Regions from separate parts of the Arachis hypogaea genome. Here region 2 is linked to region 1. The links are chromatin contacts, called in public Hi-C maps. All regions are on one chromosome and are shown on one strand. The core of a region is the stretch at or near the end of the contact, and the rest is flanking DNA. Distances in the headings are between cores, read along the strand shown.

The links. Hi-C and Micro-C count contacts between places; a contact is called where the count stands out from the background.
Region 2: a Hi-C map of an unstated tissue shows a contact between it and region 1, with 4 times the contacts expected there. The contact joins the promoter of LOC112716582 here to the enhancer-like site in region 1. A contact is called at or near these places in 5 of 8 Hi-C or Micro-C datasets (leaf and an unstated tissue).

The regions. Positions count from the first base shown.
Region 1 is chr10:111,289,706-111,295,511 of arahy.Tifrunner.gnm2.J5K5, reverse strand. No RefSeq gene overlaps it. Among protein-coding and RNA genes, the nearest start is that of LOC112716578, 15 kb to the right of the region's middle. Within about 2 kb of position 2,626, at least 3 of the 3 cell types and tissues checked have open chromatin away from gene starts, as enhancers often do.
Region 2 is chr10:111,340,902-111,346,707 of arahy.Tifrunner.gnm2.J5K5, reverse strand. It overlaps LOC112716582 (33 kDa ribonucleoprotein, chloroplastic), which reads right to left and starts at 2,092. Exons shown (of 4, transcript XM_025768515.2): 1 at 1,350-2,092; 2 at 1,148-1,249; 3 at 412-720; 4 at 1-331. The coding sequence starts at 1,736. The coding sequence ends at 221. LOC112716579 (nuclear transcription factor Y subunit A-10) reads right to left here. Exons shown (of 6, transcript XM_025768511.3): 2 at 5,572-5,806; 3 at 4,435-4,544; 4 at 4,279-4,347; 5 at 4,005-4,145; 6 at 2,528-3,388. The coding sequence starts at 5,806. The coding sequence ends at 2,966.

The sequences.
Region 1 (5,806 bases), core at 1,377-3,876:
ATTATTTTTAGTTAGTAGTAGTTAACAATATTTAAAAGTTTGTTAAATTATAATATTAAATTATTGAACTAAAGGTATTGAATTATTGACTAAAAATATTAACCAATATAAATTAAAATTAGTAGTCTTCAAACTTTTTTCTATATGTATCTTTTGTCAAAAAAAAAAGAGAGATCTCGTATTTCATGACATAACTAAAATAAAACTCATGACTTTTTTATTTTGTGATTAACCAATATTTTTAAATTTTTGGTTGAATCTTCTCTATTTTATTATTGACAAGTTTTTCTATTAAAAAATTTATAATAAATTATTACAATCACAAACAATAAATAAAATAAAATAAAAATTATAAAAAATATTAAACAAAAGATAAAAAATAGACTGAAAGTTTGTTTTGGAACTAAAAATTTATTAATTATGATAAAAAAAATTCTAAAAGTTTGTATCTCCTAACCGATGTATTGTTTTGGAACAAAAACTTTGTTGGACTATAGAAAATTTTAAAAATTTGTATCTCTTAAGTCATGTATCATCATTTTTTTACTCATTCTAACTTTGCAAATTAAGAATATAATATCATTTTTACTTTAAAGAAAGATGAAACTATTCAAAGATATAGTTTAATGTATAGCTCAAAAACAATAAAATAAAAATATCTGGAATTCTATAATGATATTTAAAATTTTTAATAACAATATAATACAAAGTTCAGATCTACCAAAAGAAATTAAATTTTTTATCTCAATCAAATAGTTTTCATTTGCACATTTTATTTGAATTTAAAGTTTGAAATTTAATTTGTATCATCTTTTTTTCCTTTAATATATATTATCTTTGACAAAAAAAGTGAAAAAATAAATCTACCAAACAAAAAAATTCTATCAAATAATCACTATAAAGAGATTTATAATTGGAGAAAAAAAATAATAATAAAACATAAGAAAAAAAGTTCATGTTAAAGAGCATTTCAAGAAAATGAAAACAATAATATATATATATATATATAAATCAAAATACATAAGAAAAAATAGACTAATATATAATAGAATTAATTTAAGTATATTTATACATAAAAAAATATGTATCTAAAATAGCAAAAACAATAAAAATAATGATCTTTATAATTTTATTTAGTCATCTATATATAGCATATTAGAAAACAATAGTTATTTAGCTAAATTAATTTGTATTTAACTATTTATTGTATTCAATTTGAATAAGAAAAAATTTATTTTATTTTTAATTTATATAATTTAATTTTGATTCAATATATATGATTTGATTTGATTTAATTTAATTAATTATTTGTTAAAAATATTTTAGTTATTTATTTTATTCGTAAATTTATTATTTTAATATCTAATGGGTTAATTAAATCAATTAATCAATACACATATTTAGTATAATTAATTTGGTTTAATAAATTAAAAGATATTTTTAGAAATATGTCCCATTAACTCTATTATTATATGCAGAAATTTGATTTTAATATAATATTATAATATAATATATAATAGATAATAGATAATAGATGTTAGATGTGCTTCTCATTGTGAAGGTTGACGGAATTAGAAAAAGTGCAATGTATTTGATTAAATGGAATGGACTAATGGAGGATTATAATTTTGCACTAACTATTAAGCTTTTAGCAAGTGGAATTTATGAGTGTTTCTTAATCTTCGTCAGTCACAACTAGAGATGATGAATATATATGTTTATGCAATTTGATTGCCAAGTTAGTTAAGTATTATAAAGAATAATTCTCTTTTGAATCTTCATCCACCAATACATAAAATTAAAAAAATTGCCTTAGAATCTTCTCTGGCAATGAGTCCATATACACTCATTGTATTCTTTTTTTTTTTGTACAGGGATTGTATTCTTCTTTTAAATTGGAGCCAACCACCAAGTGGATCGGAGCCCTATGACATAATATAGAAAAGTTTTAGGTATTTTAAAAATATTGGTGTTTCAATTTTTTTTAATTGTTAATTTCAATTATATAAAAAAATTATAATTAAGAATAGTGACTAAAATCGTTGTAATATCAATTTTTTTTAAGTACCTAAAAGTTTTTTTCTAATATATATCATTATATTTTGTGTGAAGTTCATTACATATACTACATACATAATAATTTTTTTTTCCACAACGGAGATAGGTGTGACTTGCGTGTATGGTAATTAAATCAATGTTGGTTTTGTAGGCACCTCAAGAGATGGGATAACTAATTCGAAATTTTTAAAGTTTTTTTTTTTTTTATGTCACGAGATGAGGATTAAACTCGTTACACTTAATTGGTTAAAGAAAAATGAAACCTTTTGTTTAACTATATCCCGATTGCATAATGAATATTATAGTACAGTAATAAGAGTTATTAATATTAATTTGTGATTTGTGGGTTAGGCACTACACATAATACTATATTAGTGGATTTAGTTGTATTTGTATAATAGGAAGCCAATAATCAGACATTTGTAGAAGCGAGGTAGGAAAGCTATATCAGCTCAAAATCCATAATTGTAACGATCTTTTGTTTTTCTATATTTTGGTTTACATACGGGCCTTAGGCCCGTAACAATTTTTGTTTCGGTCAAAAGAGATTAAGGAATTTGTTACTTCATAAATGAACTTTCAATGAGTATGATGGGCTATAAATATGTGTCTGTTTGTTGTGTTTGTGGGTTGGGCGTTTTCCAAGCCCAAATCTCAACCAAAAATACTATCTTTCAATACAAAAAAGACTACTGATGACATTCACAATTTGTTAAATTCATTCAATATGGTACTCAGTTACTCACCTTAGTATAAAATAGTTTTCTTAACCAATTTAGTTAGTCGAATAGCTAGCTCACTTGTCCGTTTAAGTAAGTGTTAGAAGTTCAAATTCTATTTTGTGCATGCAGCAATTCATTGGCCAACGGCAGACTTCTAAATGAAGCTTAAATCCGTGACGAATTAATCCTTAGTCTGTTGAACCGAAGAATATCGTGAACAAAAAAAAAATAATTTTCCTAATGTCAATCTTTTAGAAAATCTAAGTCAATCTTATTTATAAATAACTTTTCATTTATTATTAAGAAATTTAAAGTATAGACCATTATGATTAATATATAGATAGATAGAACGGACCGAGCAAGTAAAGTTCAAATTATATCTTTTTTAGTCTTGTTAAGTATTTCTTTAGATTAATTGCTTTTAAAAATAATGGCTTTTACATAAAAAATATTGTATCTTTTTTTTAGGTTTTTCACGGTATCCTCCAACTCGATAGGTCAAGGACTAATCCGTCGCAAAAATATTGTATCGTTATTGTTTATATCTTGACCCACAATTTAATCAGGTCCAAAAAGGCTAAAACCTAGTTTATAGAACAAGAGTCCTTATCACACTCTAGATACTATCCGACCTTATAAGGTCGGCTCACGTGGCGCTAAAACGGAACAATTATACACCATTAAAGATGGAACTACTCTAAAAGGTGGTTATTTATTCTACTATTAATACATTGACACTTTCAAGTATATTCAGAACCCAATTTACTAAAAAGCTGCCTAAAATCTTTGCTAACTTAAGTATCGGAGTTTCTTGCAAGTACCATCCACCACCTCCTCAAGAGGAACTCGGACAGCGGCACCTCGATACTAGCAGAAGTTGGACGCTACCTCAAAAGGAATCTGGACCTCATGTTCAGGTCCAAAAGCAACCCAGTCTCAGGTAACTCTCGAAACATTGGCGTCGTTGCTGAAGACTTGGAGCTCAACCCTTGATAATGATGGATGATCAATAAGATGGTCAGACAACCGCTCAAAAAGAATAGGATGCATCCAGATCAACGCACAATTATCTTCAACAAAATGTGCGCTGGCTTCCCTATGCATCCAGATCAAAAGAGCTTGATTAATTCAAAGTTGTTATGAAGAACTAAATTTCACAAGAAAACAAGGCATTTTTTTTATAACCAAATATCAAAAAGTGCACCGCTGACGTACAATGATTCTTCTACAACAAAGATGGGTGAATAACTCTCAAGGATTTCACGTGAATCCGACATTTCCATGGTGGCAGCAAAATCAAAGCTTCCACTCTCTCTTGCACCTGCTTTTCTACTCTTCATGGCAAACTATTGCTTCTCACGCAATAAGATGAGTCACGACGTAGAACTTGATTTTCTTCTCAAACTTGGAATATTCTATTGTGTCGATGTTACAACTTTGGAAAGAATCACGGCAGAGATTTTGACCGCCACTAACTCCCGGTTTTCCAAGTCGCATCTATAGGGATTTTGATGCTGATGCTACCTTTTCTGATCTTGGGTACCGAATTTCTACATACATGTGCACGTCTCTACTCTAAAGATTCCTACTTCTAGTGTTGATCTACACATCAACGACAGATACCCTCTCAGGATAATGGAGCAATTGCATGTTTCAAATGCACAGAAAAAAATAAATAAATAAAATGTCCCATATTGAGTCAGTAACGAAGGAAGAATGAAAAACATTGTTGGTAAAAACAATGAAATATTTTTTCCCTACTTATGTCCATGCAAGAGAATGCAACATCAGTCAATTGAAGAAAAGAATGTTCAACTAAAAGAAAACTTAATTAGCAAGAGAAAATATGTGAGAAGAAAAGGAGTAAACAAGACCCCTACTACTCCAGCAGAAGAAACAACTGGTGTGATTAAAGATTTAATGGCAGAATCTACAAAAAAGTCCTGTAGAAGGACTTTGTTTGACGAATTTGCTGGCACAGCAAAATACAATCGCACAACCAATTACAATAAAATTGAAAACAATATAAATGTAAGCCTTTCTTGTGGTATAATCACTTCTATGAAGGAGGCATCAAAGTCATTACTAGAAGAGACACAGGTCCCAAGGTAATATGTATCACTCCTACATTCTATTATGTATTTTTCTAGTGAGTATATACAGAAAAATATACCACAAAAAAAGATACTTCCTCATATACCAATGCAAAGCAATAATGAAGGACGTCGGACAAATTACTACGAGTACCATCGAATATATGACGACACTACCAATGTGTGCTATGATTTGAAAAACATAATTGCAAAAGTAGCTAGAGAAAGCTGGTGGGTAGATATTTTAATACAATGACGTTGGACTGCAAAAGAAGATAGGAGTGCAAAGATAGAGAAAGATCACCAAAGTCTATAAGCACTCTGAATCATCATTTTTATGTTATTACAAGAGGACTTGCAGAAGCCAGAACAATTAAAGTCTCCTCGAAAAAAGTGAATATGACTTATTATCCAACTTGACAGAAGTATTCCAAACAATAAGGCGGCACGGGATAAGGTTAAATCCCACAAAATGCACCTTCGAGTAGAAGCGAGAAAATTCCTAAGGTTTATTCCCACTTAAGGGGGGCATTGAAGCTAACCCTACCTGCTCAAAAGGAGGTTCAATAATTAAACGGTACTTACATCTCTAGCTTTGTTCTACTGTGAAAGAGGCACGACTTCACATGGATCCATGAATGTGAACAAGTCTTTCAAGAATTCGTAAAATTCTTGTCTTAGCCTCCAATTCTTACTTGGTTGAAGAGCTCGTTTTATATTTAGGTATGGCTGACAAAGCAGCAACCTCTATACTATTCAAAGAAGATGACGTCAGGTAAAAGCTCACCTACTTCACCAATAAGATACTACAAGGAGTTGAGCTCAATTATAAAAAAATTGAGCAAGTTGCACATGCTTTGGTCCTGGCATCCCAGAGATTGTGACCCCCACTTTCAAGCTCACACTATTAGAGCCCGAACTAATCAACCCATG
Region 2 (5,806 bases), core at 843-3,342, 52 kb before region 1:
GAATATTACTTGATCAACCTCAGCACGTGTCTTTAGTAAAATACAAAACCTATATAATTAGCAATCAACACTAAAAATGTTCAATAATTGATACATCTCACACACTGCCTGAAGGTTTAGTTATTGGATACCAATTTGACTCGCACTTGGCAGGAGGAACCTCAGAGAAAAGACCATATGATATGCATTTTAGGGGCCAAAATTTGATTAACCATATTGCTCATGTACTGGCACTAGAATACAACTCTGAGCTATCAACATTACTTCTTGGAGGAGATGAAGGTGCTCTCTCTGCAGCCAAATTCAACCTTAAAGGTCGACCTTCAATCTCCTGAACACATTACAAAAAGAAAGTTGGTTAATACAGCGAGATTAAGATATAATATGAACTTGAAGTTGAAGAATTCTTACCACACCGTTCATAGCATTCAAAGCAGCCTCTACATCCTCCGCAGTTTGAAAAGTAACGAATCCAAAACCTCGAGATCTTCCGGAGTCTCTCTCATAGATGACCTTGGCACTCAATAAGCCTGGCTGCTCAGCGAAGGCATCTCTAAGACCCTCTGAAGTCAGTCTCCAACCAAGGTTTCCAGCATAGAGCTTGTGAGGGCTGTCTACAAAGCCTCTGGAGTTGTTCCGAATTTTCGGCCCCATTACCAACCTTTCACCTCCCTTGGGCACTTCCGGGAAGTTTACCTTAACGGTCCTACCGCCAACTTGCTGGTCACCATCATGGGTCATGAACATTAGTGTTGATACAACCAACAATCAATCATACTGATAAGATTAAAAAGCTTAGTTTCATCAAGTCCTTGATGGGCAAGTAGTTGTACAGAGAAATACTTGCATGCTCTTGGAGCACATTCAGGAACATGCACAACTACTTATTTTCATTTATAATGTTTTGAACCTTGAAGTTATTTTAAAATCATTGAAACTGAATGGTTTCCCACAAGATATCTCCTAGAACACTAGAGCAACCAAAGAGGAATCCTATATAATCATCTGTTGCCATTTGCCATATTGTATTAATAGATAGATTGAGATTAACAATCAATAATCATATTAATATCAATGGTAGCAAAATGAAAGAGCACTCTCCATGATTTCTTCATCCTCTGGACTAAATTATATACTATATACTTACCGAGCCATCAAACATTCGAATTGCTTCTTGAGCATCCCCAACACTCCCCATTGTAACAAATGCAAATCCTCTACTTCTATCCGTGACACGATCGTACACAACCTATAGAATCCAGTCAAAAAAACAATATTAGCTTGCTATGTATAGATAAACAGAAGTATGTGAAATAGAATTAAAGGAAAAATAAGAAAAGTAGAAAAACCTCAACAGACACAACAGTGCCAGCTTCTCCAAAGAGCTCGGACAATTCGTTGGAGGTCATTGAATATGGCAAGTTTCCAACATAGAGCCTCCCAGAGTCGTTGGAATCTGAAACCCTTTGCTCTTCTTGTTGTTGGGGTGTTTCAGAGGTCTCTTCTTGTTCTTGTTCTTGAGAGGCTTCGAATCCATCGAATGCAGCAGAGGAAGGGTGAAGAGGGAGAGGGAAAAGATTGAAACTTTGGGGCTTGAGGTTGAAGGTGAGGGGTTTGTAGGAGATGGGTCTCTGAGGGAAGTTGGTGGTGAGTGAAATGGAAGTGTGGCTGAAGGTGGGGTTGTAGATTCTGTTGCAGATAGAAGAAGAGGAAACAGAAGCTGTAGCAGCAGCCATAGCGAGAGGGAGAAGGGATAGACTTCAGAGCTGGGGATTGAATTGAGTTTGGGAGTTAGAGATAACGAACAAGACAACCATTGACGAAGTTAGTGAGTGAATGAGTGAGGAGGATAAGGTTTTGGTTACTTCCGGTTGGGATCGTATCCATCTGTTTATGCATTTAACAACATTGACAAGCTTAAAATTTTTTATTGTTTTCTATAAAATCTTTCTTTTAGTATTCTTAATAATTGCCGTTCAATTTTTTTTAATCTAACTAAAATCAAATATGAAATAAGGAATCATCGTGTCAATTTTTATAATAATTTTTCAGAAACAAATTGATTATAAGAGAAAGTGTTACCCAAAAAAAATAAAACACTAGCGTCTCTTTGCAATGAGTTTCTATTAGTAAAAATACATCTTAAAAAGAAAATTCAAATAAAAAATGCTATAATTTTGTGCATAAAATATAAATATATTTGTTGTTAAACTCATTTCTAATGCAAATTTTATATTTTAATATATATTTTATATTAATAACTAATTTAATAATTAATTAAAAAAGACAATTCTTTCATAATCAAATATATGTAGCTAGCTACTTTCCCGCTTATCTGCTTATTGTCTAGTTCAAGAATTATCGTTGCTATTTACGACTGTGCTTCATTCTGATTAGATGTTAAGACTTGTATGCATGCCCAAAGAATTTACTGTGTTTGTAGATGATGCATTTGCTACAGTCTCTTGGCGATGCAATTGGAAGTGGGATCACATGAACGAACTTTAACAGATCCAAATGCTAAAGATGATCAACATTCAACATTGGTCAATAGAGGAAATCCAGACCAATGCTTTATTTCAATAACAAAGATCACTCACATGCCAAAGTATGCACCACAAAGTCGGATATCCATAATAAACACATGATTAAAACCACACATGAAACTAGAAAATTCACACTTTTATTTTAAGTATAGAGCCAAAGATATCACCATTGTCTTCCGTCTCAGGATGTCAAGCCATTAGCACACATGCCAAGACAGTCCTTGCAGATAGACAAAGACAGTAACCATAGGTAAAATTTGAGCCAAGGATGGATTGCCTTCGACCAGACAATTGGGACGAGCCGCTGTACGAAACTTGTCACAGTCAACATGAAACTGGAACATAGCTTCTTCATCTGGCCGCAGCAAGGAAGGGGTTTGGTACAACATTGCACCAAGCCCACGTGTCCTTGCCGGTAGTCAAGCATTAAGGTTGCAGCAATTGCCACCAACTGCTGCAACCCATTTGGGGGGCATGATCATATTCATGCCCCTCCCGCCGTCTATCATGTCCACTAGAGAGTGGACAGTGACGGCAGAACCAAGATGACTGATAGCAAAACTATCGAGACCTCCGCGTGAATACATGCTAGTCACCTCTGACCCGGAAATATTCGGACTGCTTCCATTAGTCTCTTTTGAAGAATTCAGAGTTCCAACCTCAGATTGCAGCACCTCAGAACTCTGAGAGCCACAAGATTGCAACTGTTCGCCAAGAGCTTTGATCACTTTGTTTCCACTTTTATCATTTTGATCATCGGAATTCTTCGTGTTCAAGAAGCGACCGCCACATCCTCTTGGTCGCCGCATTGCATGGAGATGACGTGATTCATGCATATATGGCTGTACAACATAAAGATAACTATAAAAAAACACAATACAATTTCACAAAGGAATACACATGTTGAGGTTTGACATCACCACTACCCTAGGTTTATCTTAATCAAATAACAAGACCATAATCTCACTATAGCTTGGATCTCTTAATAGAAAATGCCTTAATGATAAAATTATATTCATTAGATAAATTTCAGCTTATTATATAAGTACTTCATCTCAAATCAATCATCCTATTTTCTAATTCCAACATTGAGTTACACTCCATCTAATCTACCTTTTCACTTGAAGCTTCTAGAAACCACCCCCAAATATACCAAAACCATCTAAAATGAGATTCTATGATCTCTTCTAGAATATGCACTACATCAACTTTATATCTAAAATCTAGTGCATTAATTTACAGTTTTATCCTATTAAGTACTTGGGTCAATCAATAAAAACCTCCTTATTATGTCTACAATATTAGTCTTATTATCTCTATATTAAGCTCCATATAACATGATATTTTCCCTGCACTTTAAAAATGATAATGCAGCACTTTTTGATTCATTTGTTCACACCATGCTATCACTGCAAATAGTTTAAATGCCAATGAGGACATTAGAGGTGAGGAACCTACCTTGCGACGTTTTGTCAATTTGTTATCAAGTACAGCTTTGGCACGGGACTGCCGGCGTCTGATGATTCCATGGTACTGCTTAGCATTCACATAAATTGGTCCATCATCGGATGCCATGCTAAGTGGCAGCATTATGCGTCCCTAGATTATTACAGGTGATGCATACATGTATTAGTAGGAAGTGAAAGACTCGCATACAATGCATCAAGAAATCAAAACTGAAAGAAAAGGCATGGTTTTATAGATTAAGAAGCGCGCTGAAGTAACGACAAACCGAAATTTGAGGTCCATAAGGTGAGAAGAGCCCATAAATTTGATCCATATATGGATATTTTGCACAGATCTATAAATGGAAAGATACCAAGCATAAGCAAATCATGTCGACAAAAAATAAATAAATAAAAGTGGTTGTTTTTGTGAGAACTATTACCATTGGCTGGTTGAATCCTAGCTCGAATCTAGTGTTGGTATCAGCAAGTGGTGACTGCAGAGATATGGCTGCTTGAGGCTTTTGTGCACCACATGGCATTTTACAATCATCTGAAAAAGAAACATTTGGATGGTTATACACATGAAAGTTGAAGTCTCTTTTCTAAAGTGAACAAAAAAAATTGTTGCTTCAAAACACCAAAAGGGGGAGAAAAGAAAAAGAGTATCAGATTTTGTCTGATTATTTAAAGAAACCAATTACTCAACTCTGGAAGATCATTTAGCTTCATACTTTATGGAAATCATTATAGAGAAAAGTTTTTAGTGTTTCGTCCATGATTACTCACTAGTAGTTCAACTTCATCCTCTCTCTGTTTCTGCCACTATGTAAATGAAAGCCTCTTGGAGAATATGTTCCAACTGATGAAGTCTCTATTCTAAGGTATGTTCGGTTAGAGGGTAAAAATGAGGTGAAATTTTTCATGGATGAGCTCCATGTGTAATTTTACAAATCAAACTCATCTAGGAAAATTCTACCTATTTTTTACCCGCTAACCAAACATATCCTTAGATTATGAATTTTGTTAGTATGTTCTGGATCCATCTTTAACTAGTAGAGATACATTGCCATTTCACTTAAAAGCTCAGCCAATCTGTACACGACACCTTTTCGGTCCACCTGGCAAGATATTGCAATGAGGGCAAACTAGATTTTTCAAGAGATTACCATCCCTTTTGAGGTAATGAATTTTCCTCCAGTTTAAATACAAGTCACTAAGCAGAACACGATTTCACTTTGATATCAGTAAACCCTCTTGAAAGGTTATCTTAAAGTCTTCAGATTTCAAATGAAAAATCCATTCCCTTGCATTAGTTGTGACCCGCCATTCATAACAAGAAGCTTCACTAATGCCTTAACAAATAATTTAACTTAACAACAAAAAAAGGTCCTCATATCAGAGCTATCTAACCATGTGACCTTAGAAAAGATGCACTCCAAAGTACTTTCTAACCATCCGCGGCTTAATAGAAAAGAATATTCTCTAATTTGTCTTTGGTTTCTCAAACTATCCATAGCTTTATATATTCATCTATCAATTAACTATTCACAGTTTGGTTTAGAACACAATTGAAATACCTGGAAAGATGGTAAACTGAGTTGTATGTCCTTTCCCAGATATGTTTTCAGCTCCTCTCGCCGATTGCTTGCCGGTGTCAATTTGATCAACATAGTTAGGAATCTCCAGTGAAAAGGGTTTCATTTGGCCACAAGATTCCCCATATTGAGATCCAAAGAGACTCCACCAGGGCCCTGAAGAATTGTGAGCAATCCCTTCATGTTCCTTATTAGGATAAACACTTTGCTTCGCCAT